Linked DNA regions of Sus scrofa: all the other regions are linked to region 1. A link is a contact called in public Hi-C and promoter capture Hi-C data. All regions are on one chromosome and are shown on one strand. The core of a region is the stretch at or near the end of the contact, and the rest is flanking DNA. Distances in the headings are between cores, read along the strand shown. Region 1 holds the start of RMND5B (required for meiotic nuclear division 5 homolog B (S. cerevisiae)). Region 2 holds the start of GRK6 (G protein-coupled receptor kinase 6). Region 3 holds the start of PFN3 (profilin-3). Region 4 holds the start of COL23A1 (collagen alpha-1(XXIII) chain).

What was found. Promoter capture Hi-C pulls out the DNA fragments that hold promoters and counts their contacts. A called contact is a pair of places that touch in the nucleus more often than the background predicts.
Region 2: a contact with region 1 is called in a promoter capture Hi-C map of fetal liver, with 2.5 times the contacts expected there. The contact joins the promoter of GRK6 here to the promoter of RMND5B in region 1. A contact is called at or near these places in 1 of 5 promoter capture datasets (fetal liver) and 1 of 47 Hi-C or Micro-C datasets (liver).
Region 3: a contact with region 1 is called in a Hi-C map of epiblast stem cells, with 1.6 times the contacts expected there. The contact joins the promoter of PFN3 here to the promoter of RMND5B in region 1. A contact is called at or near these places in 3 of 47 Hi-C or Micro-C datasets (embryonic fibroblasts, epiblast stem cells and liver).
Region 4: a promoter capture Hi-C map of liver shows a contact between it and region 1, with 4 times the contacts expected there. The contact joins the promoter of COL23A1 here to the promoter of RMND5B in region 1. A contact is called at or near these places in 1 of 5 promoter capture datasets (liver) and 1 of 47 Hi-C or Micro-C datasets (embryonic fibroblasts).

Annotation. Positions count from the first base shown.
Region 1 is chr2:80,242,615-80,248,601 of Sscrofa11.1, forward strand. It overlaps RMND5B (required for meiotic nuclear division 5 homolog B (S. cerevisiae)), which reads right to left and starts at 4,450. Exons shown (of 11, transcript NM_001243800.1): 1 at 4,386-4,450; 2 at 4,090-4,209.
Region 2 is chr2:80,525,175-80,531,456 of Sscrofa11.1, forward strand. It overlaps GRK6 (G protein-coupled receptor kinase 6), which reads right to left and starts at 2,034. Exons shown (of 17, transcript XR_002341730.1): 1 at 1,823-2,034. It also overlaps a transcript of F12 not described here.
Region 3 is chr2:80,543,134-80,549,518 of Sscrofa11.1, forward strand. It overlaps PFN3 (profilin-3), which reads left to right and starts at 2,362. Exons shown (of 1, transcript XM_013992193.2): 1 at 2,362-3,391. The coding sequence starts at 2,931. The coding sequence ends at 3,344. F12 (coagulation factor XII) reads left to right here. Exons shown (of 14, transcript NM_214242.1): 11 at 202-338; 12 at 433-582; 13 at 1,128-1,276; 14 at 1,367-1,693. The coding sequence ends at 1,534. It overlaps SLC34A1 (solute carrier family 34 member 1), which reads right to left. Exons shown (of 13, transcript NM_001044623.1): 13 at 5,101-6,104. The coding sequence ends at 5,601.
Region 4 is chr2:79,763,401-79,770,198 of Sscrofa11.1, forward strand. COL23A1 (collagen alpha-1(XXIII) chain) reads left to right here and starts at 2,860. Exons shown (of 27, transcript XM_021084365.1): 1 at 2,860-3,233. The coding sequence starts at 2,949.

The sequences.
Region 1 (5,987 bases), core at 3,200-5,699:
GGGTTGAATCACAGCTGCAGCTGCCAGCCTACACCACAGCTACAGCAATGTGGGATCCAGGCCACATCTGCGATCTACACCATAGATCACTGCAATGCTGGATCCTTAACCCACTGAGCAAGGCCAGAGATCAAACCCGCGTCCTTGTGGATACTAGACACGTTTGTTACCACTAAGTCACAGTGGGAACTCCCCCTTCCCTCCTCATTATACTGTTGTAACACAACCTTCACTCATCATTACACTGTTGAAAGTTGACTTTTCTTGTCCCACCTTTCCTACCACTTATGTCCCATCCCTAAGCTCCTTCCACACGAGCCACTACTCCACTCCAGAGTAGCCTCTGACAATGAACGTATGCATGGACAATCCTCAAAATGGTGGTTGCAGTGATTTTGCTCCCCATCCCTCTTTAAGGATCATTAAAGAGAAGCCCAAGCCAGCACCTTGAAATTATATTAAGAAGGGATTTAAAATGAAAGGCTCTGTCAAACACTCAAATCCAGCCATCTAGCCAGATGTTCATTTTCTCAAAGAAGGATATAAAGTAACACCACAAAGAGAATCCTGTGTCTAAAGTGGTCACTGGGATTCTCCCAGTTTCACCAGACTCTCTTCCCATTCCCACCAGCACCATCAGTCCTGGCCTCATCATCTCAGCCCGACCCAAAGCCACTAATTAGGCAAGGGATGAGTGATAAAGAAATGGTACCCAAGCCCTGACATGTATTTATGCCCTCCCTCCTTATGGTTGATGCTCTCACATTAGACTTTATAATCATGGTGTCTGGAAGACATGCCCTCCTCTTCATGCCCCCTGAGGAAATACCTTATAACTGGATATGAGCCATTACAAGCAAAATATAACAGGGACACCTGTCAGAAATAGTATTATAATAATATTATTATTGCTATTAATATTTAATATTTCATAGGAGTTTATTATGTGACACTCACTGTCCTAATGATTTGGCATGCATTAACTAACTTACTTAATTCTTACAAAAACACTATGAGGAAGGTACAATGATTAGATTCGCTTCAGAGATGAGAAAATGAAACTGGGAAAAATTAAATAAATTGCCCAAGGTCACGTAGCTGGAAAGTATAGGTCCTGGAACCAAAGCTGGGCATCTGGCTCTGGGCTCCAGAGCCCTTCACTTCTCTGAAGCACTTCACTTCACAGTCCAATCTGGACCAGCTTAACAGGCCACCATCTCACCAGGAAAGGAAAGCAGCCAATATCTGTGATTGGAATGAGTATACAGCAATGATTAATGATGACAAGAAACAGGAAGGCAACCACAGGGCCTGTGAGATGATCAACTAGGAAAGAGGGCCGTACAAAAGAATGTTTACCAAGAGTGTCTGGAAACCAGAATCACCATCTACCACAAATAAACACAGCTCAGGAAAGGTTAGGACCCCACTGAGGAAAATAGTCTGGCCCTGTCAGACATCAACTAATGCCAGGATCATTAAAGAGAAGCCCAAGCCAGCACCTTGAAATTATACTAAAGCTAGGAAGATGATGGGTATAAGAATTTTCATCACGGGGTCGTGGCAGGGAGTAGGAAACAACCTAGGGGCCCCATCACTGGAGGAAACCATAAGTCAAGGAAGTAAAATGTGGGGGATGCATCTATGGAAACCTGAGTAGCACTAAGAAATCAGGTTCCAGGAGTTCCCATCGTGGCGCAGTGGTTAACGAATCCGACTAGGTACCACGAGGTTGCGGGTTCGATCCCTGCCCTTGCTCAGTGGGTTAACGATACAGTGTTGCCGTGAGCTGTGGTATAGGCTGCAGACGTGGCTCGGATCCAGCGTTGCTGTGGCTCTGGCGTAGGCCGGTGGCTGCAGCTCCAATTTGACCCCTAGCCTGGGAACCTCCATATGCCATGGGAGCGGCCCAAGAAATAGCAAAAAAAGACAAAAAAAAAAAAAAAAAAAAGAAAGAAGGAAAGAAATCAGGTTCCAGATATACTCACAGCAACATCAAAAAGATCCCAAAACATAGTACTGAAGGGAAAAAAAAGAAACAAAATGAAGCCCAGGCAGAATACCATTTATAGAGATTAAAAATATATGCATACAACCAAGGACACAAGCAAAAAAAAGGATATATGCTGAACACATCAGAGTGGTTTGCTACAGTGCAGGGAGAAGGGAGGAATGCGGGTAAAAGAGAATAAGTAAATAAATGCAAAGGAGAAAAAGGCCCTGCAGGGACCAGTTAAATGTATCGTGAACTGAGAAGTGTGATTACCTCAATAAAAAAAAATTGTAAATAAAATAAACAAGATGGGAAAGCAGAACTGCTTGCAGTTATTTCACCTGAAAAGATTAAGAGGCCAATTCAGAGTGTCCAAGGTGAAGCATTCTGCCTTAATCAGTCAGTCATCTTCACCAGGCACAAGGATAGAGGAGTGTATGAGTTTGTCTTCAGGATTAATCCAGGGAAGTTCAATTCCACTGTCCTAAGCCCACCTCCCTAAGGTTTCACTTGGACAGAAATCACCTACCAGGGTGACCCTTCCAAAACAACACATCAGATCCCATCACCACATACAAGCCCTTTGCAACTGCACTTTCACTTCCTTCGCACAAGCTGTTCAGAGCGCCCTCAACACTTTCCTGCACGGAGAACACAAGATGCAGTTTTATCATCAGCTCCTCAACGAATCTCCCTGCCTCCTCTTCTGCTTCACAAACAAAACCTTTGTTGAGGGTGTCCATTCCACACACATCTGAGTTCCCAGCACTGCAGCATGCCTACTCGCTCGTCCACCTCCCCACACTAGACTGCTCAGGGCTGGAATCCAATCTCATCCTCTCTCCCTTCAGTGCCCTGGTCCACAATGGGTGCATCCACTTCCTAACTAGGGGGCCTGAGCTCAAACCTGCCAGGGTTAGGCAGGAAGAAATATTAAAATCCCCACCAAGGCAGGCATATGGGTTTTGTCTCCAGTGTTCAGTATCCTAAAACAAGAGGGCCCTTTCTGGTGCCAGGGAGGAAGAAGGGAAATGTGCACACATTACAGAAAGGTCCCCGTTGTCTGACACTGAACTGAACAGCCTCTGCTGGCCCAACCCTTCATCTTTTGCACCCCCACCTTTATCCATTTTCACCCTACACATCACTCCTCTGTTTAAAACCCAATAGATTCCCACTGTACTTAGAATAAAAACCCTTCTTTTTTTCTTTTTTGGCCACGCCCAAGGCATGCAGAAGTTCCCAGGCCAGGGATTGAATCTGCACCAGTGACAACACTGGATCCTTAAACCACTGAGCCACCAAGGAACTCCACCACCCTTTTTATGCCCAAAATCTCTCTCTCTGCTCCTACCATTCTCCCCCTCAATGGCCATATTCCAACCACACTAGCCTTCCTTCCATTTCTTTTCTTTGTCTTTTTGCCTTTTTTAGGGCCGCATCCGTGGCATATGGAGGTTCCCAGGCTAGGGGTCTAATTGGAGCTGTAGCCACCAGCCACAGCCACGCGGGATCCGAGCTGCGTCTTCGACCCACACCATCGCTCATGGCAACGCCGGATCCTTAACCCACTGAGCAAGGCCAGGGATCGAACCCACAACCTCATGGTTCCTAGTCGGATTCGTTAACCACTGCGCCACGACGGGAACTCCTTCCTTCTATTTCTTGAACATCAGTTTATGTCTACCTCAGAGCTTTTGCACTGGCTGTTCCCTCTGCCTGGAACACTCTACTCCCAGATCTTCCTGTGGCTAGTTCCTTATCAGAGTCTCAAACGCAAACGTCATTTCTCCAGAGACGCTCTCCTAGACCACAGTATCTAATGCTGCCCCCTCTGCCCCACCCCACACCTGTCGCTCTATCAATTCACCCTGTTCCTTATTCTCATTGCACACCTTTTTTTTTTTTTTTTTTTGTCACATTTTTTGTCATTAACCAAAACTGGAGCGAGGTAAAAGCCCACCGTTTTTCTGGACGTCAGCCACCACTGGGAGTTTCACCTGCGTGAACATGCAAATTGCTGGCAAACTCCTACTCATCCTTCAAAAGACCTTAGTCGAATGCCCTGCCTGGCTCCCACGTCCGTAACGGGTTACCTCCGACCCCGCCGGGTCGCACTAGATTGGGACGTCTGAGTTCGAGCGACTCCCCCAGCAAGGGTGGCTCCTCGAAGGTTCTGAGTTTGTGAGGGTCCAACTCCCAGCCTGGGCCGACGTCTGTGGAGAAAACAAGGGCAAAGAGGACTGGTCGGGGGGCTTATTCGCGGGGCTTCAGAGAAGACCCGGAGGCTGGGAGTCTAGCGAAACACGGGCCCCCAGCGCCCGAGTCCGTGGTCCCGGCGCGCCCTGCCCTCTAGTCGCACCTCCCCTCCCGGAAGCTCGCGGCCTCTCACCTGGTCCCGCAGCCTTGGCCCTGGCTTCCGGCGCCGAGCCGCTGCCATCGGAACCGGAAGCTACTGGCCGTTGCTCCGCAGCTCCGGACTCGCCCACTCGCGGCTTCAAGGAGGGGTGGCCAAGCCTCCCCCTCCCGCGTGCCAAGGTTGGAGTCGCCCGCAGGATCCCCGCGGCAGCTGGCTGCCTCACCTCCCGAAGTCGGGACGCTGCGCAGGTGCTCCCCTGGGCCCTCGGGGCCGCCGGCAGAGCCCCGAACCTTCCCTTCAGCGGGAAGGAATCCGAGCGACCCACTTGCTGGCCAGCGGGTGTGCGCACTGCGGCGCCTCGTTCAGAAGTCTTAAACCAGAAATGACTGTGCCTCCCCCCCCTCCCCGCCCTCCAACTTCGTTTAAAATAAAGACATTTGAGAACTATGTCTAGATACTCATATTGCAATAGAACAAAGGGTGGGGGGGAAAATGTGTACATGTAAGAGTAACTTGATCCCCATGCTGTACAGCAGGAAAAAATAAAATATAAAAAAATAAATTAAAGACAGTACTGAACAACACAATGCCTGTAAGCGATCCAACGGTTAGGCTTTCCCGCGACAGCGCCTTGATTCTCTTTTTGAAATATCAAATGATGTTTAAAAGAAAAGTTCCTCTTTTCTGCCCTATCCCTGCTGCTCCTCTAAGCCCGGACTTAATACTCTGGGCGTTCAACAGAATTAAATTCTACTGTGAGAGACCGACCCCCTGCTCTGCTGCCCTCCATCGGTCGCCCTCCTTTTGGAGTTGGGGGGGAGACGGGTTGCACAATTGCCCTAAGGAGGGAGAAATAAGGATTGGGAAGGAGGAGAGAGGAAGCAGTGATCCCAAACGCAGGCCAAGACTGAATTCCCCCTCCCAGGTCCCCTTCCTCTGCAGGGAAAAGGCAGAGAAGTTTCCCACCTCCTCCTCAGACTTAAGGGACTTGGACTAGAAAGAGCGCAAGAGAAAAGACTCGGTCTCATTTTCCATAACTTCCTGCTCTCTTTTAGACCAGATTCATTCCAGGGCATTTTACCCTCTAACCCTCCACGCCTCCTCCCCACTCCCATAAAACACGCTTGCACAATCTTGGTTTGTTTTCTCTATAGCACTTGCACAATCCAGTCCTGTTTTCTTTATAACATTTAACTTTAAATTATCTTGAGCGTATATTTGCTTATTCTTGTTCTTCCTGCCCCTAACACCCCACCCCCCTACACACACACACACACACACACACACCCTCTTTTAGGATAAAAGCTCCATCCAGGCCAGGACTTTCTAATCATCGCTGTTATATCTCCAACATTCTCCAACATATGTGCTTGGAACACAGTAGGTGTGCAGAAATAGTCTGAAGTGACCAGTATCCTCCACTTATGAATGAGGAAACTGCGGCTCCAAAACCTGACGAAACACGCAATGAAGAGGGCGGTGCACAGCACCTCCTGGAGCCCGCGTGAGCGTCGCAGCATCCTGGAGAGGCGGGTCTGCTCTGCACGGTGAGCCTGGGTGGTCCTGGCCCAGGCTAGAGTCGTGGGGGCGGAAGGCTGAGTGAATCTTGCCTGGGGCCACGAGTCCGAGGCTGAG
Region 2 (6,282 bases), core at 784-3,283, 280 kb after region 1:
AATGTGCAAGGCATCTCTCAGGTGTTCTCTGAATACATACAATCCCAAAACACTCGGAGCCTCAGATCACTTAGGAAGCTGGCAAAAGCCCGGCCCAAGCTGTTACCCAACTCACGAAGGGGTTCTGATGCACCTGGTCTATGGACCAGGATTCAGGACTCAGTGACAAGCGGGGCTTCCTTTAGTTTTCAGTTCCCATTCCCAACTCTTTCACAAAAAGAGTTACTGAAGTTCAGAGAGAAGAGACTTGTTTACAGCTACCCAGGTGGGAGGGGCAGAGCCAGTTCAGATATTCCAGCCAAGACACGGGTCCCAGTCTGGCCATAACCCACTGTGCATCACCCATGGCCTGTCAGAAAGTGCCCACACTCTCTGGCCAGGCAAAGCACTGCTCTCAGTAGGACTGAACTGACTACAGCCCTGGGGAGGGAGGTCTGGCCAGGCTTTCCCCACCCCTCCTCCCTGGCTGGCTGGATGACGAGGCAGAACAGAATCGGCAGATGCCCCCAGAGGCTGGGAGGAAGGCCTAGCCCCAGGACTCGATAAAGGACAGGAGATAAGGAAGGCTCTGGGCACTGAGGACCCAGCCTGCTGTGCCCATTTCCAGGCAGCACCTCCCCAGGGTCAACCTGCAATGGGCAGGCAGGGGGCACCAGATGCTGTGCCAGTTGGGGGTTCCTCTGGTTTTCCTACAGACTGTGCTGGGGACATCCTATGTCGTAGGCCTGGGTCAACCCGTCTCATTGCATCCTGGGGGCTAGTCCCTGAGCCGAGCCTGGGTTTCCCACTTGTAAAATAGATCAGAAAGGTGAAGCAGATGGCTCTTTCAGCCTGGAAGCCCATCAAAGAGTAGAAAAACTGCCCTGACCTCCCTGCCCTAGAGTTCCGAAAAGAAGTGTCTTCTCTGCTGGTCCCCAGCACCCTGGATAGGACAGGACATAGAGTAGGTGTTCAGTGATTACATTACTGAGGTGGTCAATGGCAGGTGAGGAGCAGACTGACCACAAGGCAATGGGGGCCAGTCTGGTCCTTCTGTGTCCCCAGGATCCTCATAGAGCAGGTGCCTGGTAACATCTGAAAAGCTCAGCAACACTAGGTTCACCCCGCCAGCTCCCTGTGCCAGGCCTTGCACTCAGTCCCACCAGCCCAGCATGCTCCCTTCCTTCAGAGCTCAGCTTCCAGTTATTTCTGTGCCCCTCTGCCCCACTAGTCTGGGCTTCCTGAAGGCAAAAACAGTGACCCATTCCCCTCTGTCCCCAGTGTCCTGAGGCACTGAGCAAGAGGACGTCTTGCTGGTAGTCTATGTGACCAGCTTTCCCCGCCTCGGGTGGGCTATGCTACTGCAGAGTCTTAGTTAATTCATTCTCCAAACCTTTTACCCGTGCACTAACTTTGTGCCGATCCAGGCTGGGCGCCGGAGTTTGGGCCCGGGGCACGTGGGGAAGGCTGCCCCTTCCTGGGGCATCTTCTTACCTCTCTCACCTGGGAGAGGCTTCCAGGACTGAGGTCCCACCCTTCCCTCTTCCTTCCTCTCTCCTTCCCTCACCCCCTCATACACACACGCACGCACACACACACACACACACACACACACACAAACGCGCGCACGCGCGCGCGCCGTGAGGGCGGCGGCCTGACCCCCGCCCTTTCCTGGGCTCCGGCTCCCTGGGGGCAGGTGCGGAGAAGGACCATGGGCCGGAAGGGCCCCTGTCTGAGCGAAATGCTGGGCGCGGAGAGAGCTGCCCTAGGGGATCGGGCGACTAGGGCGCCCAGCGGAACTCGGAGGCCGCGCGACCGCGTTCTCCGCACCCGATCGCCTCACCTTCCCGGGCCTTGAGTAGCACCGTGTTCGCTACAATGTTCTCGAGCTCCATGGGCTGCGGCGCCGCCGGGCCCGCCGGGCCGCGCCGCCGGCCGGGATCGCGCGAGGGAGCCGGGGCCGGATGACGATCGGCGCGGCGCGGCTCGGCTCGGCTCGCAGTGACCGCGCCGCGGCCTCCCGGGCCTCCCCGGCCGCCGCCGCCCGCCGCTCACTCTCCGCCCCCTCCCGGGGGCCACCCCGGCGCCGGCCAGGCCCGCCCCGGCCCGCCCACTGTTTACTTTACTTGGCCAATAACCGGGCGGGTGCTCCCCGCGCCGTCTTCCCATTAGACAACTTCTTCATCATCCCCCGCCCCCAGAGACAGGGATTCGTTCAAAGGAACAGGGGGGCGGGACTTAATACGTCACATCTTCCTAGTTGGTCTACGATGGGGTTCAGCCTCTATGTTCGAATTTCTGGGCCTTCGTAGGATACCGAACTGCCAATTAGGGACGAGCCCTCTGCTGGGACAACGGAGGTGGGTCCTCTGGGTCACGCCCTGGAATTCTTGTACTTGATTGGATGAAGGAAGCGTCGGTCAGCCTTAGCACTGCACTCTGATTGGGCTATTAGCTGTGGGTGTGGCCCGGGTCCCTTTGACTCGCCTTGGCTTTTCCAGGGTTTTTAGGGGATGCATTTAGTGTTCTGGGCCTCCTCCCGGCCGGCCTCCTGCAGGTTCGGGCCGTGTATCCGGCCGTATACTTTTGGGTCGGCCCATCTTGAAGGGCGCACATCGGAAGCGGGGAGAGGCCCAGAGAAGGCTGGGGGCCTCCCTAGCTGCTCCTCGGCCTCCGTCCGGGCCACCGCGGGCGCCCCCGCCCTACCCCCACAGCCGGATGTTGTGATTTCTCTCCACCCACAGGGCCTCGCCCTCCCTCGGCCTCTGCTGCCTTATAAGGCAGCTCTACCACCCCAAGACGTAGGGACGAGCTCACACCCATTGTACAGGTGGGGAGCTGAGGTCTAGTGGCTGGCTCTAGGCAGAAAAGTTGGGAGAAAATAAGGCCGAAATTTTACAGCTGATCAACACCTTCTAACTCAACATCCTACTCCCTCCACCCTCACTTCACACACCAGGAAATGGAGGCTTGCCCAAACTTGCTAGTAAGGCAGAGCCAGCTTCAACTAGGCTTCTCAGATCCCTATCCATTCATCATCCAAAAATACAGAGAACAGCACCTTGTGCCAGGCCCTGAGCCAGGTGCTGGGGAATACAGTAGTGCCAGTAAGATAGCCAGTCTCTCTGCCTACCTTCTAGGAGAGGGATAAAGATGATAATCCTATAAATAAACAAATAAGTGGGATGGTCTGAGGGAGTGGTAAGTGCTAATAAGACATCAAGACAAAATAGTGAGGAGAAATGATCTCAGGTTGACATTTGAATTGATTCAACCACGCAAAAATCTAGGGGAACAGTTTTAAGCACAGGCAACAGCAAGTGCAAAACCCTGAGCCTAGAGTAAGTTTGGTATGTTCAAGGAACAGGAAGAAGGCCTGTATAGTTTCAAGGCCCAATAGTCTGAGATGAGATGAAGGAGCAAGGATTCTAGGTAGATCCTGGAAGGCTTTGTAGATCAATGATGAGGAGTTTGTTGTTTTCCCTAAATAAAATGGGGAGCCTTAGGATGATTTATACTTTAAAAAGATCACTCTAGCTAATGGACTTTTAGAGGGGCCAGGAGTGGAAGCACAGGGAGCAGTTGGGAGAAGACAGAGTGCGGCGGCTTGGAAGAAGGTGGCAGTGGAGATGGAGAAAGTGCATGGATTTAGGATACTTTGGGAAATAAAGATAAGTACCTTGAAAAAGGGAAATCCAGTGGCCAGCAGGACAAAGGGCAGGTACTTCACCCAGTGAAGCCTGCTGTGTCCAAGTGAGATCTAAGTGTTGAGTGAGAATGTATAGGTTTCAGAGGTAACATGAGTGGAGCAGGAAAGAGCCACTGGATGCAAGTTCATATTCAAAATTCTGTAGAGGAAGTTAGTAAGGGCTCAAGCATTTGGTCAGAGCACTGAAGTAGAGTTTCAGGTGCAAGGTGGAATGCACTTGAGGGACAAGAAATGAGGCTCAGGCCTTGAAGAGGCCTGGATGAGGAAGGTCCTTGGAAGCTAGGTAAGGAGGAGGTTGGACTTCATTTTGAGGGTAGTGAGGAGCTGTCCAGGGTGTGTTAAACTAGGGACTAACTTCATCAGATTTGCTTATTCTGTGCCACACTGTGGAGGATGTGCTGGAGTGAGGGTGAAGGGTTGGGAGAGAGGGGCTTGGGCTGACTTATAAACACCTATTGCTTTGGTGCCCAGCTTCTAAGCACCCCTCCCCTTTGGGAGGAAACCTATAAAATGCAGAGGCATGCCCTGGTTTCCACTAGGGAAATCAGAGAGGAGGCAGAACTTATTCTCCAAGGTCCCTGGTAGCTGGAACATGTTTTCAATGCCTGCAAGCAGGTCTTTGAAATCCAAAGCAAGTGATTAACATAGAAGCATCAGAGGCCCATTTAGGGTTCATTAAGGTGGCAGTGGAAGAAGAAGGGGAGGTGGTCAAGCCAGGTCCTTTCTGGGGCCAGGGGATTCAGCAAGCGCCTAAGAACATCAAATCAATTCTTTGTCTGCCCAAGTTACCCAGAATTTTCTCCATTGTTTGGAGCCATGTGTCCTGAGTAAGAGAGGTGGGAGGTCCTTTGAAGAGGAAATATTAAAGAGAGGAATGATGCCCCATGCTGGGGCAGTGGCCAGGTTAGAGCTATCATGGAGCTGGGATGAATAAGACTTGGCGACTTATTTGGGGTGAGGAAGGGAAGGTATCACACATGACTCTCAGGTTCTGACTCTTCAGACCCATTCTCTGTCTATGGGCAAAGTGATCCTTTTTATTTATTTTTCTTTGCTTTTTAGGGCCGTGCCTGCAGCATACAGAGGTTCCCAGGCTAGGGGTTGAATCAGAGCTACAGCTGCTGGCCTATGCCATAGCCACAGCACCCCGGGGATCCGAGTGGTGCCTGCCTGCCACCTACACCACAGCTCACAGCTCACGGCAACACTGGTTTCCCTACCCACTGAGCAAGGCCTGGGATCGAATCTGCATCCTTATGGATAATAGTTGGATTCATTTCCATTGGGCCACAGCAGGAACTCCAAAGGTGATCCTTTTTAAAGGACAAATATTTCACTATTCATCTGACATATGCATATGCATTTCTAGGGTTTAACCTATAAATATAATTGCACTCAAGCAAAATAAGAAATGAATGTTCAAGGTTGGTCATTGCAGCATGGTCCAGAAATTCCAAATGTACTGATTGTACTTAATAGGGACTAGTTAAGATTTTGTCCTTTCCTGTATAGGAATACTATGTTGCTTTTTATTTATTTATTTATTTATTTATTGTTAATATATAATTTTGAATGTTTATTTCTTGTTTTCTTTTTCTTTTTTTGGCCATACCCATGGCATGTGGAAGGTCCCAGGCCAGGGACTGAACTTGTGCTGCAGATACAACCTGCACCACAGATGCAGCAATGGTGGATCCTTAACCTGATGTGCTCGCCACACAGGAAATTCCCTACCTAGTTTTTTTAAAAGTGTGGGGGTCCAAAAATAAATAAATAGATAAATAAATAAAATTAGGGAGTTCCCTGTGGTCTCGTGGTTAGGACTCAGCACTTTTTTTTTTTTCTTTTTACAGCTGCAGCAGCAGCATATGGAAGTTCCCCAGGGCAGGGGTTGAATTGGAGCTAAAGCTGCAGCCCATGCCATAGCCATAGCAACACAGGATCCGAGCCACATCTGTAACCAACACTGCAGCTTACAGCAAGGCCAAATGCTTAACCCACTGAGCCAGAGCAGAGATTGAAACTGCATCCTCACAGAGACAACAGCTCAGGTCCTTAACCTGCTGAGCAGCAATGGGAACTCAGCACTTTCACCAATGTGGCCTGGGTTCTATCCCTAGTCTGGGAACTGAGATCCCACATCAAGCCACTGCATACCACAGCCAAATATAAATAAATAAACAAAGTGTGAGGGTGCTCTTCATGAACTAATATAAACAATCTCCAAGATGTATTGCTTTTTGGTCTGTTAGTTTGTTTTGACTCTGCCTGAGGCATGTGGAAGTTCCTGTACCAGGAATCGAACCCGCACTGCTGCTGCAACTTGCACAGCAGAAGTGACAACCCAGATCCTTAACCTACTGAGCCATCAAGGAATTCCTTTAAGATTATTGTTAAATGAATAAAACAAAGCATGGAACAATGGGTAAGGTTTCTACTGGATGTATTTAAAAGGAAAAAAAAAAAAAAAAAGGTCAGGCTAGTTTAGATTATGCTGCCCTAACAGACAATCCCTAAATTTCAGTGACTTAAACAGAGTTTATTTCTCAGGTATACTCTGTGTCCAATGCAGGTTGTTGGAATGTGGGGAAGTT
Region 3 (6,385 bases), core at 1,112-3,611, 300 kb after region 1:
CTACACATGCCCTACCTCCCCGCGTCCCTGCTCCACCTTTCCCTCTTCTCCCTTTCAGAGCTCCCCAGGAGGAAGCTGAAACCCCAGGAGGGGCTCCCCAGAAGGAAGCTGAAACGCAAGAAGGGGCTGGGAAGAAGGGGTTCCCGGAGGATGCTTGTGGCCCGCAATGAGCGCTCTTCCTTTTTCCAACCCTGCCCGCAGACCGGCGCCGGAGGAGCTGACTGTGGTGCTCGGCCAGGACCGCCATAATCAGAGTTGTGAGCAGTGCCAAACGCTGGCAGTGCGCTCCTACCGCCTGCACGAGTCCTACTCACCCAAGACCTACCAGCACGACCTGGGTGCGTGGGGGCGCCCCGCGGGGATCAGAGGAAGGGTGGGCAGGGCTCCGAAGTCCCAGCATCCCGGGCTCACCCTCCTCCCGGGCTGGGTTAGCTCTGGTACGCCTGAAGGAGACAGCGGACGGCTGCTGCGCACACCCGTCGCCTTTCGTTCAGCCGGTATGCCTGCCAAGAAGTGTCGCCAGCTCCGCCGAACCCGAAGGCGCGCTCTGCGAGGTGGCCGGCTGGGGCCATCAGTTCGAAGGTATTAGAACGGCTGGGTCGGGAGGGAGACTTCTGGCCACCAGAGTAGCCAAGGGAAGCCCGAGGGATTGGTACCACCAGGGACAGATGGGGCTGACCTGGTGGGTTGTTCAGGGCCGTCGTCTCTGCAGTCTTCTACAAAGGCTTGGTTCACTGTTGTGGGGGGGTCCAAATCGCTTGAAAAGTACCAGGAGAATCACACCATTTTCTCTAGGCAGTGGGCTGCAAGGGCTAATTAGGACTCCCGACCCGCGCTGGAGCAATGGGTGGGCAGGTTGGGGAGCAGGGTTTTGAGACACTGGATGGGAAGTAGGGGTGGGGTTCCAAAGCCACCCTGCTTCCACCTGATCCATTCACATCCCTGCTCCTCTCTGGCCTCAGTTTTCTCGTCTATGAAATGGTGTTAAAAGCAACTCCCTCCCTCTGGGGGTTTCTGCGGAAAGCAGGAGATTAGCAGGGATTAGAAGAGCCTGACACAGCCAGGTCCGTGGCCTGGACAGCGAGCGGAGTCGGGAGGGGTGTGAGGAAGGCGCCCTTGGTTTGCAGGGGCGGAGGAATATTCCAGTTTCCTGCAGGAGGCTCAGGTGCCGCTCATCAGTCCGGAGCGCTGCTCCGCCGCCGACGTGCACGGAGCCGCTTTCACTCCCGGCATGCTCTGCGCTGGTTTCCTCGAAGGCGGCACCGACGCGTGCCAGGTGAGCCCTCCGCCTGATTGGCGCCCTCCCCCAACCCGTGCAAGTCCAGACCCCAAGCCAAGGGCACTGAGCCGCGTGTCCTCGACCCAGGGTGACTCCGGTGGCCCTCTGGTGTGTGAAGACGAGACCGCAGAGCGCCAGCTCGTCCTGAGAGGCATCGTCAGTTGGGGTTCAGGTTGTGGCGACCGCCTCAAGCCCGGTGTGTACACGGACGTGGCCAACTACTTGGCCTGGATCCAGGAGCACACCACTTCCTGACCTCCCAGGGACTCGTCTTTCCCTCCTGGGCAGTTCTGGAATGGAAAGGTGGCTGGGGCGTGATTATGGACAGCAAGTATTGTGTTCTATTCCCCCCAGCGCTGCCAGCCCGGCTGGCTCCAGGAATGTCATACGCACTCAATAAAGTGCTTTTGAAGATGCTTGAAAGGCACAGCTAACTCTTCAGGGGCCCCTTTGGGAAATGCCAAGACTGTAAACCGATGCTCAACTTCTCCACACCCCCTCAGAGAACATGGAATCTTTTGACATCTTATACAAGATTTAGATTCATGTCCAGCTGACGTTTGCTGAGCCGCACTGTGTACCAAGCCCTATGCAGGGTGACTCCTTATACTAGTCTTTGTCTGAAACTCATATTTTAAGTTTGTCCAACAGGAGTTCTCAATCTCCACTGTACATCAAAATCACCTTGGGGAGCTTTTTGAACCTATGACCAACAGCCACTTCAAATCAATTAAATCAGTATCTCCAGGGATGGGGCTAGGAGGGTAACAGTATTTTAAAAACACTCCCCAGATGATTCTATTTGTGGAGAGGTTGAGAACCGTGGTTGGAAGTACTTAACATTAAAAGAGTTGTGTGGGGAATTCCCGTCGTGGTTCAGCTGAAAAGAATCTGACTAGTATCCATGAAGACGCAGGTTTGATCCCTAGCCTTGTTTAGTGGGTTAAGGATCCAGCGTTGCTGTGAGCTGTGGGGTGGTCCCTGAGGCAGCTTGGATCTGGTGTTGCTGTGGCTGTGGCATAGGCCGGCAGCTGTAGCTCCAATTCAACCCCTGGGAATCTCCGTATGTTGTGGGTGCGGCCCTAAAAAGCAGAAAGAAAAAAAAAAAAAAAAAAGGTTGCATGGACCCTTAAGGCTGACATCGTGGAAGACCATTAGGGCAGTGGGTCTCAAAGTACGGTTCCTGGACGGGCAGCAGCATCTCCAGGGAACTTGTTGGAAATGCATAATATCTGCTACATCTCACACTGCAGAATAAGAAACTCTTGAGTCGGGAGCCTAGCAATCTGACAGCTTTCCAGGAGATTCTAAGGCTCCTCATGTTTAGGAAACACGTTCTGGGGGCTGAAAGTTTACCAGGCCTAGAGGTCCGGCTGTTCAGACATGGCCCTGTTCTTTTTGTTCTTAAACTTGTGTGCTGTGCTCGATGGGCCATTTAATTTTTATTTTTGAGGATTTTTTTTTAAACGATTCGCTCCTTCGGGCTAACTTTAGAACGTCATCGGACATAGGATACCAACGCCACCCCACCCCCCACCCCATTCTCCATCGCCTTTATGTCAACGTCACAACCCCGCCCCTCAATACGTCATAGTAGCGGAGCAGTCCGGGAGGACAACCCGCGAAAGTCCACGGCGCACTCTGAGCCGGAATGGGCGACTGGAAAGGCTACATTAGTGCAGTGCTGCGGGACCAGCGCATCGACGACGTGGCCATCGTGGGCCACTCGGACAATCGCTGCGTGTGGGCATCGCGGCCCGGGGGCCTGCTGGCAGCCATCTCACCGCAGGAGGTGGGTGTGCTCATAGGGCCAGATCGGCGCACCTTCCTGCAGGCGGGCCTGAGCGTAGCGGGCCGCCGATGCTGCGTCATCCGCGACCACCTGCTGGCTGAGGGCGACTGCGTGCTGGACGCACGCACCAAAGGGTTGGACGGGCGCGCGGTCTGCGTGGGCCACACGCCGCGCGCGCTCCTAGTGCTTATGGGCCGGCGTGGCGTGCACGGAGGCATTCTCAACAAGACCATGCACGAGCTGATCCATGGGCTGCGCTCTCAGGGCACCTAGCAAGACTGCCAACCAGCCCCCAAATAAAGTCTGATCTGGGCGTGGCAGACCAGTCCTCCGATTGCGAGCGAGTGGCGGGGTGGGCGTGGGGTTGCAGATGAGGAAACCAGTTTATCAGAAGATCCTTGTAGAAGGATTACCTGGTGAAGTTGGAAGTTCACTCTTCCCAGTCTCCTGAGCCCTACACCAGGCCCTGCCACGAGTGCCCTGCCCCTGGCCTAACTCCTTAGGCCAGAGTCCAAGGGCCTTGGCACCTTCCCGGGGTACTAGGGACACCCAAGCTGAGGAAGGGGCGGCCTTCTCAAATCCTCTAGTTCAGTCTTGGGCATCCTTTCTTACAAAATTTTACACAAGTCTGTGCAGGACGAACCGTGAAGGAAGTCCCCACACACACACACACACCACTGCCCAGGCTGGAGGCCCTCATACTTCTCACCCTCTCCAGGTGACTAGAGGAAGAACTAGCAAGAGTTATGAGTGGGTGGCAGAGTGGGCCTAGTAGCTTGGAGAGCAGCTTTGGGGCTCCAAAGCCCTTGCATCTCTCCCCACATAATTCAAAGGGGCTGGAGGTGGGGAAGAGGGAGGCACACACTCCAGAACATCAGAGCTGAATCTGGGGCCCTACAGCCTTCCTGCTCCCTTGGGGGCCAAAGGCTCCAGAGATGTCCCTAGACAAGAGGGAGGAAGTTTAGCACCCCCTAGTCCTTGACCCTCCCCCTGCAGGCCTCAGCTCAGGGGGCTCTATAAAGGAGGAGGAGGAATTGGAAAACTTGAGTGGGTTTAAATGAGGCCTGGTTTATTGCCCAAAGGTAGAGGATCAAGGTGGGAGCGTGAGTAGCTGGTCTCTGCTCCACCGAGACCCAGAGCATGGCCTCTCTTGCCCATCTCCACCTCCCTGTCCCTTCCCCCAGTGGCCCTGACAAGCCCTCACCTGTCACTTGTTTTCTGGAGAACTGATTTTATCCCAGAAGGAGGCAGAGAGACAATGATGTGGGTGAGTGCAAAGGCAGATAGAGACTGGAGGAGGGCAGCTAGGTGGGGTTGAGGAATGGAGATGCAGAGAGCCTTCCTTATGCTTGGCCCTGTTGGGGGCTTCCTGGGAGTTTGAATTGTGGACTGGACTCATTAGGCAGGGCCAGGACGATTGCTGGGATGAGCTTACAGGCTGGCTCCTCCAGGACGTGGCAGACTATCTTTGGAAGGGGAGATAGTGCTGCTGAACCCCAAACCATTATCTCTCCTTCCCCCAGATGGAAATCAAAGACTTCTTTTTTTTTTTTTTTTTTTTTTGGTCTTTTTGTCTTTTTTGTTGTTGTTGTTGTTGCTATTTCTTTGGGCCGCTCCCACGGCATATGGAGGTTCCCAGGCTAGGGGTCGAATCGGAGCTGTAGCCACCGGCCTACGCCAGAGCCACAGCAACGCGGGATCCGAGCCGCGTCTGCAACCTACACCACAGCTCATGGCAACGCCGGATCGTTAACCCACTGAGCAAGGGCAGGGACCGAACCCGCAACCTCATGGTTCCTAGTCGGATTCGTTAACCACTGCGCCACGACGGGAACTCCTGGAAATCAAAGACTTCTAAGTGCACAGTGAGAGTTTGTGAGGGGGGCGTATTTTGGCCGAACCCAACAAATGTGGAAGTTCCTTAGGCCAGGGATCAAACTGGAGCCTCAGCAGTGACAACAGAATCCTTAACTACTAGGCCACCAGGGAACTCCCTCTTTTAGTTTTTTTTTTTTTTTTTTTTTTTTAATCAGGGAAGGGGAAGGGGGTTGTAGCAGTGATGCAGAAAACCTGGGGTAAAGGTGAGGAAAATAGCTTAATAGAGGAAGGAAGCTGGCAGGGAGGGGGTGAGAATTTAGGCAGTGACTCAGGCACCCATATCTATGCATGAGCAAACAGGTGCTGGTCACATCCTCAGACTCATGCTTACTCCCACCCAGCCCAGTCAGAGTTGTGCGTACACAGGACACAAGCGCAGGCCTCCAAATGCATGTGCAAAGTACTCAAAATCATACCCAGGTACCCTGCAGCTAGCACACAGCAGCCCCTCTGGGGGTGCATATGGGCAGGCTGACACACAGGCTCACCCCAACATGCCCACATGTACACGCGCACTGACTCTCAGTCACACAAGCCCAAACCTCCCAGGACCTGCACAAGGACAGGCACATGCCCAGAGCTCACAGACACACCCTGCTGCCCTTCCACCCAGGGCACCAGGCACAGGCCCTTCCCAGTCTGGGCTAGAGCCTAGAGACGGGTGGCATTGAGATGAGCAGGCATTGCGAGGCGAGGGGAGGGTGTGGCAGGGGGCAGCTCCTCCAGGAAGACTCTGGTAGGCAATGGGGGTGAGCGGGGCTCGGGCCTGGCACAGCACAAGGTGGCACGGGCGATGAGGCGGTCCAGGGGCTGCAGGGAGTGCATCCACCGAGGCAGGAAGTCCCAAGTCTGTAGCCACTTGGGCAGGTGCCCTGGGCTGCGGCTCTGCAGCATGTTGACAAGTACCACAAAGGCCAGCAGGGCTCCGAAGGGTGCGCCCACACCTACCATGGCCTGCCAGCCTGCCATGGAGATGCCAAACACCAGCGAGGGCAGCAGCAGGAAGCACAGGAGGAGATAGAGGACGGCGAACCAGCGGTATTTGGCGGTACGTTTCCCCAGCGCCTTGGCCATGCGGATGGGCAGGCGCATGCAGGGCACTGGGTACCACAGCAGGATGCCCGAGATGTTGAAGAAGAAATGGCAGAGGGCGATCTACAGGGAAGAGGGCAGAGGAGCTGAGGTGAGCACCAGGCTCTGTTTCTGAGTCAGGATCGAAAACAGGGGCCTCACCTAGTGTAGGTGCAGAAAGTCAGCACTTGGGGGCTGGCCTGGCCCCAGTAAAATATTGAAACATTTCTAGACTAGTAGATAAAAAACCGCTGCCCTGAACTCTCCACATTTCCCCAGTGACCCCTCTCAGGAATTCCCTAGCAGATCCTGCCCAGATCCAGCAGCTGAAAGAGTCATACTGGTTTCTGGTTCAGAAGCTCCGA
Region 4 (6,798 bases), core at 1,610-4,109, 480 kb before region 1:
TATTCCAAATCCTGAAAGATGGCATTGCAGTCTTTTGAATACTGCCTTCTGAGGTCTGCATTGGTCCTTGACCTGTTCTGCAAAAGGCAGTGCCAGTATTCTGTGAGGCTGGCTGCTGCAGGACGTAGTACAGTCAGTGAATTCCATGGTCATGGGCTCACTCCCACACTGCCTTTGCTATAAAGTGGGTTCCCTGGTTGAACGTTGTACAGGGCTCCATACCTGTGGACTGGGGAGTCTGTATGGAGAGTGGCGCTGGCTGAGGCCCTGCAGACAGGGAAGACAAGCCCATACCTAGAACAGCCATCTACCCCTGTTGGGAACAAATTGCCAACTTTCCTGGGATGAAAGGAGTCCAAAGCAGTCGATTTGCTACCAAGTAGTCAATTGGTCACCCTGAGGATTAGTGCCTGTCGCTAGCAGGTTAGGCCATTCAGAGGCAGCAGTAACTAGACTAACCTTGAGAAATGCTATATGCATGTTAGGGAATGCAGCAGGCTTCTTCTTCACCCTACCCCATCCCCTACAGATCGCTCCACCCTTCTGACCCTGCTCTCTCCTCTTTGCACTGCATCATCTGGGCTCTCTTGTCCTGTGGGTTTGGTCAGTGGGAGGTCCAGCAGATCAGAGAGCAGAAGGAGAGAAAGATTATCCCTTAGCTCTCTACTTTCCAAGGCATGGTTTTGCAGAAATGGTGCTCCTGTTGGACCTTTGTACAGCATCCAGCATTCACAGGGTTCCCACAACAGTTCCTTTTCTCCCCTTCAGCTGGAGGTAGTGATGGCCTCACTCTGCTGATACCCCAGAGTGTGTCTTCAACATCCCTGCTTGCTTCCTGTAATCTGCTCCCCACCCCCACCACATGAAGAATTTGTACATTCAGACAGGCTGTCTTCCATCTGAAGATGCCATCTATTTCCTCCAGGACCCCAGCTGACAGAGTATTTTCTTCCTTGCCTTTTAAAATGAGTTGTAGATAGTAAACATATTTTCACCTTCCCTTAATTCACTTGACAAATGTTTGCCAGATCCTCTACTGTTCTTTGAGAAAACAGTGGTGAACAAGACAAAGGGGATAATAGAGAGATAACTTCAAACGGTGATAAATGATCCCCTGAGTAATCCTTCTGAGGACTGTGAATGAAGTCTCCTTAGATTGAACAATATGGGAGGGTTTTGCAGTGACACTGAGGTTTAAGGACCTGAGGACCTTGACTTGAAGGAGGAGCTTGCTGTTCAAATATCTGAGAGTGGGATATTTCAGATAGTGAGGCAGTAGCCAAGGGCAAAGGCCAAAGGGACCAATGAGCTTGGCTTGATTCATATACAGAAGCTTCTGAATCCAGTGAACAATGGATACAGGTGATGGACAAACTGACCTATGTGTTTGTAGCAAGAGTGAAGTGACAACTTGTAGTACAGTGTTGACCTTTTTTCCAAGAAGACAGTCCAGTTTGCTGAGCAAGTACTTTGAGGGCTATTTATTGGGCATACACTCGATTTTAGCAGGACCTATCTCTGTGTAATAACCTAACTGTAGCCCCAATATACTTAAAGTCACAGCTACACAGTTGCTGAGGTGAGATGCCAACCACTCCTGTTTTATTTCAATCTCAGAAGTAATTTTCCCCTCTGAATTAAGAGAGTAAGGAAGAATATGTCAGCTGAAGGTCCTCAACAGTTTTACGAGATAAGTAATTCATCCACAGAGTCTAATAAAAAGATACTCAAAGAGGGAAGATACAACAGGTCTTTTTCTCAAAAGTAATTGTGTGTTTGCCCAAATTACAAAGATCCAGGCTAGGCTGTTGTTTTTATTTGAGTATTACTGGAGTTAGTGGAAGAGTTATGGGGGACCCATCTTAGGATATACCATGCCTGGTAGGAATTTGAGCCAGCAGAGAATGTGCCTGACTTCCAGCTTTGTCTTATTCCTTGAAAAAAACTGGGCCACTTGATTCCTCTTCAGGCTTTCCTACTTTAACCCTGTGGTGTACATTTGCATCAGAATAGCAATGTAGGTTAAATGTGGTGCGTACTGGATGATTACTTTGGGCCAAGTTGTGCTTCCACTACAGAATTAAGCCACCAGCTCAACAAAGTTGAAGTTTGTTCCCCCTATCTTTTCCATTTGTTAAAATCTCAAATAGAAGCCTTCTCTAGGTCAGGAACAAGGTCTTACAACGTCTGTTTCCAGCACCACGTGTCTGGCCACTAATAAGTGACGGGAGTATAAAAATTCTAAGGAGAATCTTTTCGTTTGGCGCAATTCAGACTCTGCGTCTCTAAGTGCTCAAGAGGTCGCTTTCCGCCACCAAGCGGCGCTAGGGCATCACCTAGGACGGATTAACTAAGTTTTCCACTGGGTTTGAAGTTTCGAACTTTTGAAAAAAAGTGTCAGAAAAGTTAATTCACAAGTTGAAGGAAATTTTCCGTACGCACGAAAGATGCCGCAGTCAGGGGTGGGCTGCAGAAGACGCTCTGAGTCAGTAAGCGCACCTCATACCTCTTGGGAGAGCACTTGGGACCCGGTCTGGGGAGTCGGCAGAGGTGCGCCCCCGGAGTAGGTGCCGCCTGGGGCCCGGGGCAGGTGAAGGCGGAGGGGCGCGTGGCGCGCGGGGTCCACAAGGCGCGCGCCGGGGGCTCGGAAGAGCCAGCTCTCTTCCCGCCCCCGCCCCTCGCCGCGCGGGGCCGGCCAGGCCGCTCCTCCCCTGGGTGGGTCTCGGCTCCTTTTCTGGCAGGGTCTATTTGCATAGAGGAAACTGCCCAAAGTGGCCGCTGTGGAGGAGCTGGCGGCTGGGAAGGGGGCGTGAGCCGCGGTCCGCTGCTGCCCGGAGACCAAGCCCAGCACCCAGCCGACCTCGTGCCTCGGGCTCTCCGCACGCTCAGCCCGCGATCCCCGCTCTGTGCACCTCCCCTTCCGAGCGCCCACGCGAGACGAGCACGCCATGGGTCCCGGCCAGCGCGCCGGCGGCGTGCGGAAGGGCGGCCCGGCGGGCGGCGGTGGCGCGGGGCGCCCCGCGACGGCAGCCGGGGCCTGGGCGGTGAGCGCGCTGTGCCTGCTGCTTTCCGCGGGCTCGGCGGCCGCCTGTCTGCTGCTGGGCGTCCAGGCGGCCGCGCTGCAGGGCCGGGTGGCGGCGCTCGAGGAGGAACGGGAGCTGCTGCGGCGCGCGGAGCCACCAGATGCCCTGCCTGCCTGGGTGGAGCCGCACCTGGAGCGCCTGCTGCGCGAGGTAAGGTGCCGCGCGTGGGGCGGGGAGTGTCTCTGCTCAGGGAGGCGTCTCACTGCGGCGGGGTCGCCCGCAGGCTGTGGGCGCGCTAGTGCGTCCGGACCATCTGCACGCGGGCAGCAGACCCGGGTGCCCGCCCCCAAGGGGTCCTGCTATCTGCGCTCCAGCCTCAGGGTCGGCCTGCGGGAAAATCGAGCTAGAAGGGCAGTCTCGGGGACCAGCAGGGGGAGGAAGAGGAAAGATTGTGGACTTTGAAATAACACATCAGGGCGGGGGCGGGGGGGGCAAGTCTCCGCGGGTGTGTGCGCTCTGACGGGTGGCTTCTAGTTAGCGTTGAGCGCCCGACTTCGTATCTGTGCCGGGAAAATGAAGAGGCTCTTGCGGGAAGTGTCAAGTGAGTTGTCACCAGGAGCAGCTCGTTTTCCCAAAGTAGATGAACCTGGAGAGGCGTGGGACCCCCAGCAGACCGGCGGCCACGGTGGAGGGAAACCTCAGTCATTCCCCAGGACAGAGGCCTCTGGAGGGACGTGGTCAATCTAGCTTGCCCGGTCTGCCTTCCCCGCCCGCAGGAAAGTGTTTTGGAATAGTTCCATCTTGGAGATGCTGTGCTCTGCCTGGGGCTGCTTGGGCTCAGCGCACCCCACGTGCATCCGAGACCTGTGTGTGTGTGTGTGTGGGGGGGTGTGTGCCATGTGTGTGTGGGGTGTGTGTGTGTGTGCCAATCTCACTTGGTAGAGTGGGAGGAAGAAAAAACAGTTGGAGCCCGAAAACCCAGATTCTGGTTCCAGTTGACGCCACCTGGGCAATCTGGACACAGCGGATCCTAAATTTCCCTGCATTTGCATTGGCAGACTCACTTCTGTTAAACTCGCTGCTGTGTGTCTTCAAACCAGGAACCCCTCACCCATCTTGTTCATCCAAACTCCACCTTTTGTGCACCGGGACTGCTCCCCATAGAACCGTGGTGATGGGCTGTGGAGCGCTTCTGGCTGTGCTGGCCTCCCTTGCCTGAGCCATCCTCTTCTTCCTGGGAAAGAGGGCTCCCCAAGATCCCAAGCATATTCCCCAAAGGGGCATCCTCAATTGTAGTATGAAAAGCACCGCAGTGTTTCAAAGTGGAGGAGAAAGAGGGCAGGCTGGTTACTACTTCTCCTGAATTGTACCCAGCTGTGATCTTTACTAGTGTGTTGAGCTGTGTGTCCACTGTTGAGTTAATTCCGATTCTTTGGGGGAACAGGAGGAGAGTGCATCATGCCTTCTTTTTCACCATACCTATTTTTTCGTCTCACTTTAATTTAAGCCAGTATTAAATCTCTTCTAGCTTGGTTTGGGGGAAAATTGCTGCTTCCTGGAATGATTTCCTACATTCTTCAGAAAAATGCCTGCAGACTTTCAGAAATGGCTCAGGAGCCCTGCTGGTGATGGCTTCTAATTACAGCCCATTATCTTTTTGGCAAATCCTTAGAGACTAGGGCATTGAATTGATTTATGGAGGACCAGTAAAATTTCTACCTGTTGGTGCTCTAACAGTGGCTGTTCTTTCAAGTAGGGGGCCCCCTCTTAGTAAAAATAAACGGTGAGCTTTGATTGGGTCAATGAGAAATCCCTGTCAAACCTTTTACAAGGCACTCGCAAATTGTGTCCTTTCTCTTGGGGTGAGGTGGGGTTCCTGGGAAAGCTGCCATTTCTTACAAGTGTGGATTCTCAAGTCTTGAACTGTGTGCAGATCACAGGAGAGACTGCAGGGGTTTCATCCTGCTTCCAAGGACTTACTGGGCAGAATATTCTTTTTCTCTCTGTCTCCCCATCTGCCCCCCTTCTCTCCTATTCATTAGAAAGGGCAAGGCAATTTTCAAATCCTAGGATTTCTACTTGAAATTCTCTAGGCTATTCAACAGGCTGCCATTAGTATAGGACACACCTCAGCACGTCGTGCTACCAGCTAACCAAGCTTGGGGTTGAGGAGTCTCAGCTTGGAGCGTCTGAGATGCCACACTGTGAATGTAGTTGGGGTTGAGCTTGTGGCTGTTTGGGTGTTCCCTGCGAGAAGGCATCTCTTTCCCAGGGTGCCCACCTGTCTGTTCCTGCTCCTAGCCCTTCTTCTCACAAAGGTCGCTGGCTGGGAAGTGTACACAGCCTGGCCGGTGACCCTGAGATGAGGGGATTGTAGGAGGAGCATAGTGGGGGGCTGGTAATTAGCTGTAAATAGATGTGAAGATCATTTTAAAAAATGATTTGAGATGAAGGGCAAATAAATAATGAACTGAAAATCTCTTAAAGAAAGAACATTTGTGCTTGAACATGTTTTTCAGTTCTAATTTGTTCTCGGTGACGCATTTTTTTCAGCCCGTGCTGAAGTAATTGTGTATATGAGGTCGCCTGCAGCTTGTTCTTTTACCAACAAGCTTGTTTTCAGAGTTTTGGAGGCAGAAACCACGTCCAAATTAAAGAAGAGAAATCCTTGCCAACCGTATACTACTTTAATGTTAGAAAAAATAAATAAAAAATTAGCCAACAAAAGCCACTGTTAATATGGGACCCACTGCCTTTGTTCCCTTGGGAACAGAACTGAAATAACTTCTTTGGGACTGGCTGATGTGCCTGATAACATAGATACAGAAGCTCCAAAAAAGGAATATTCATGATAACTCATGATTGTTAAAGAGCCTTCCCAGGGTGCAAAATAAAAGAAATGGTTTTCAGAACATGAAAGCAAGATTTTTGAGCAAGAGTCATTAACAATAGTATCTTCAGTATGACCCAAAAATATAAATGCCAAACAAGCATCTGATAGTATGCTTTTAAAGTACTTTAAGTATCCCGCCTTGGCAATCAACCCCCCCCCCCCCGTTAGTTATACCTGTAGGTACAGTATTACAAAAGCTGACATTTTAGCGTAAATAAAATAGCTGCCATGCTACAGTAAAAATTTTAATGCAAGGATTAAAGAAATATTTAGTTGTATTCAGAGGAAACTATTTCCAGCTTACAATGGATTTATTGTTGGCTATTGGTCTTCCATTGTCCAGACCAATCAGTCTGAAAACATGAAAAACCTAGAGACTTAGGGTAAAATTCAAGCCTTTTCCTCCCTACCAGCAGCTACATATATTAGTGAAGTTACCATAAAACCCAGAATCAAATGTAGCTTTTTTGGCCTCTGTGGCAGCTTGTCACTTGTCAGGACTGCTCTGTTGGTGTACATGTTAATAAAAATGCCAGTTTTTGAATCCCAGGGCAAACTGGAGATGGAGCGTAAATCATAGCTACGTTTATTTCCTTGACATTTCCTGGCTCCCAAACCAAGAAAGTTTCTTTCCAATTACTTCCTGGCACGCTCACTTTATCTCTCCACTCTTTTCTTTTACTTGTCCTGGTTTTTTGGCAATAACCTGGGAGAGCTTTATAATAATAGCAGCATTTTTTTTTTAGGTTTTTTTTTTTTGTTTGTTTGTTTGTTTGTTTTGTCTTTTTGCCTTTTCTAGGGCCGCTCCCTCGGCCTACGGAGGCTCCCAGGCTAGGGGTCCAATCGGAGCTGTAGCTGCTGGCCTACGCCAGAGCCACAGCA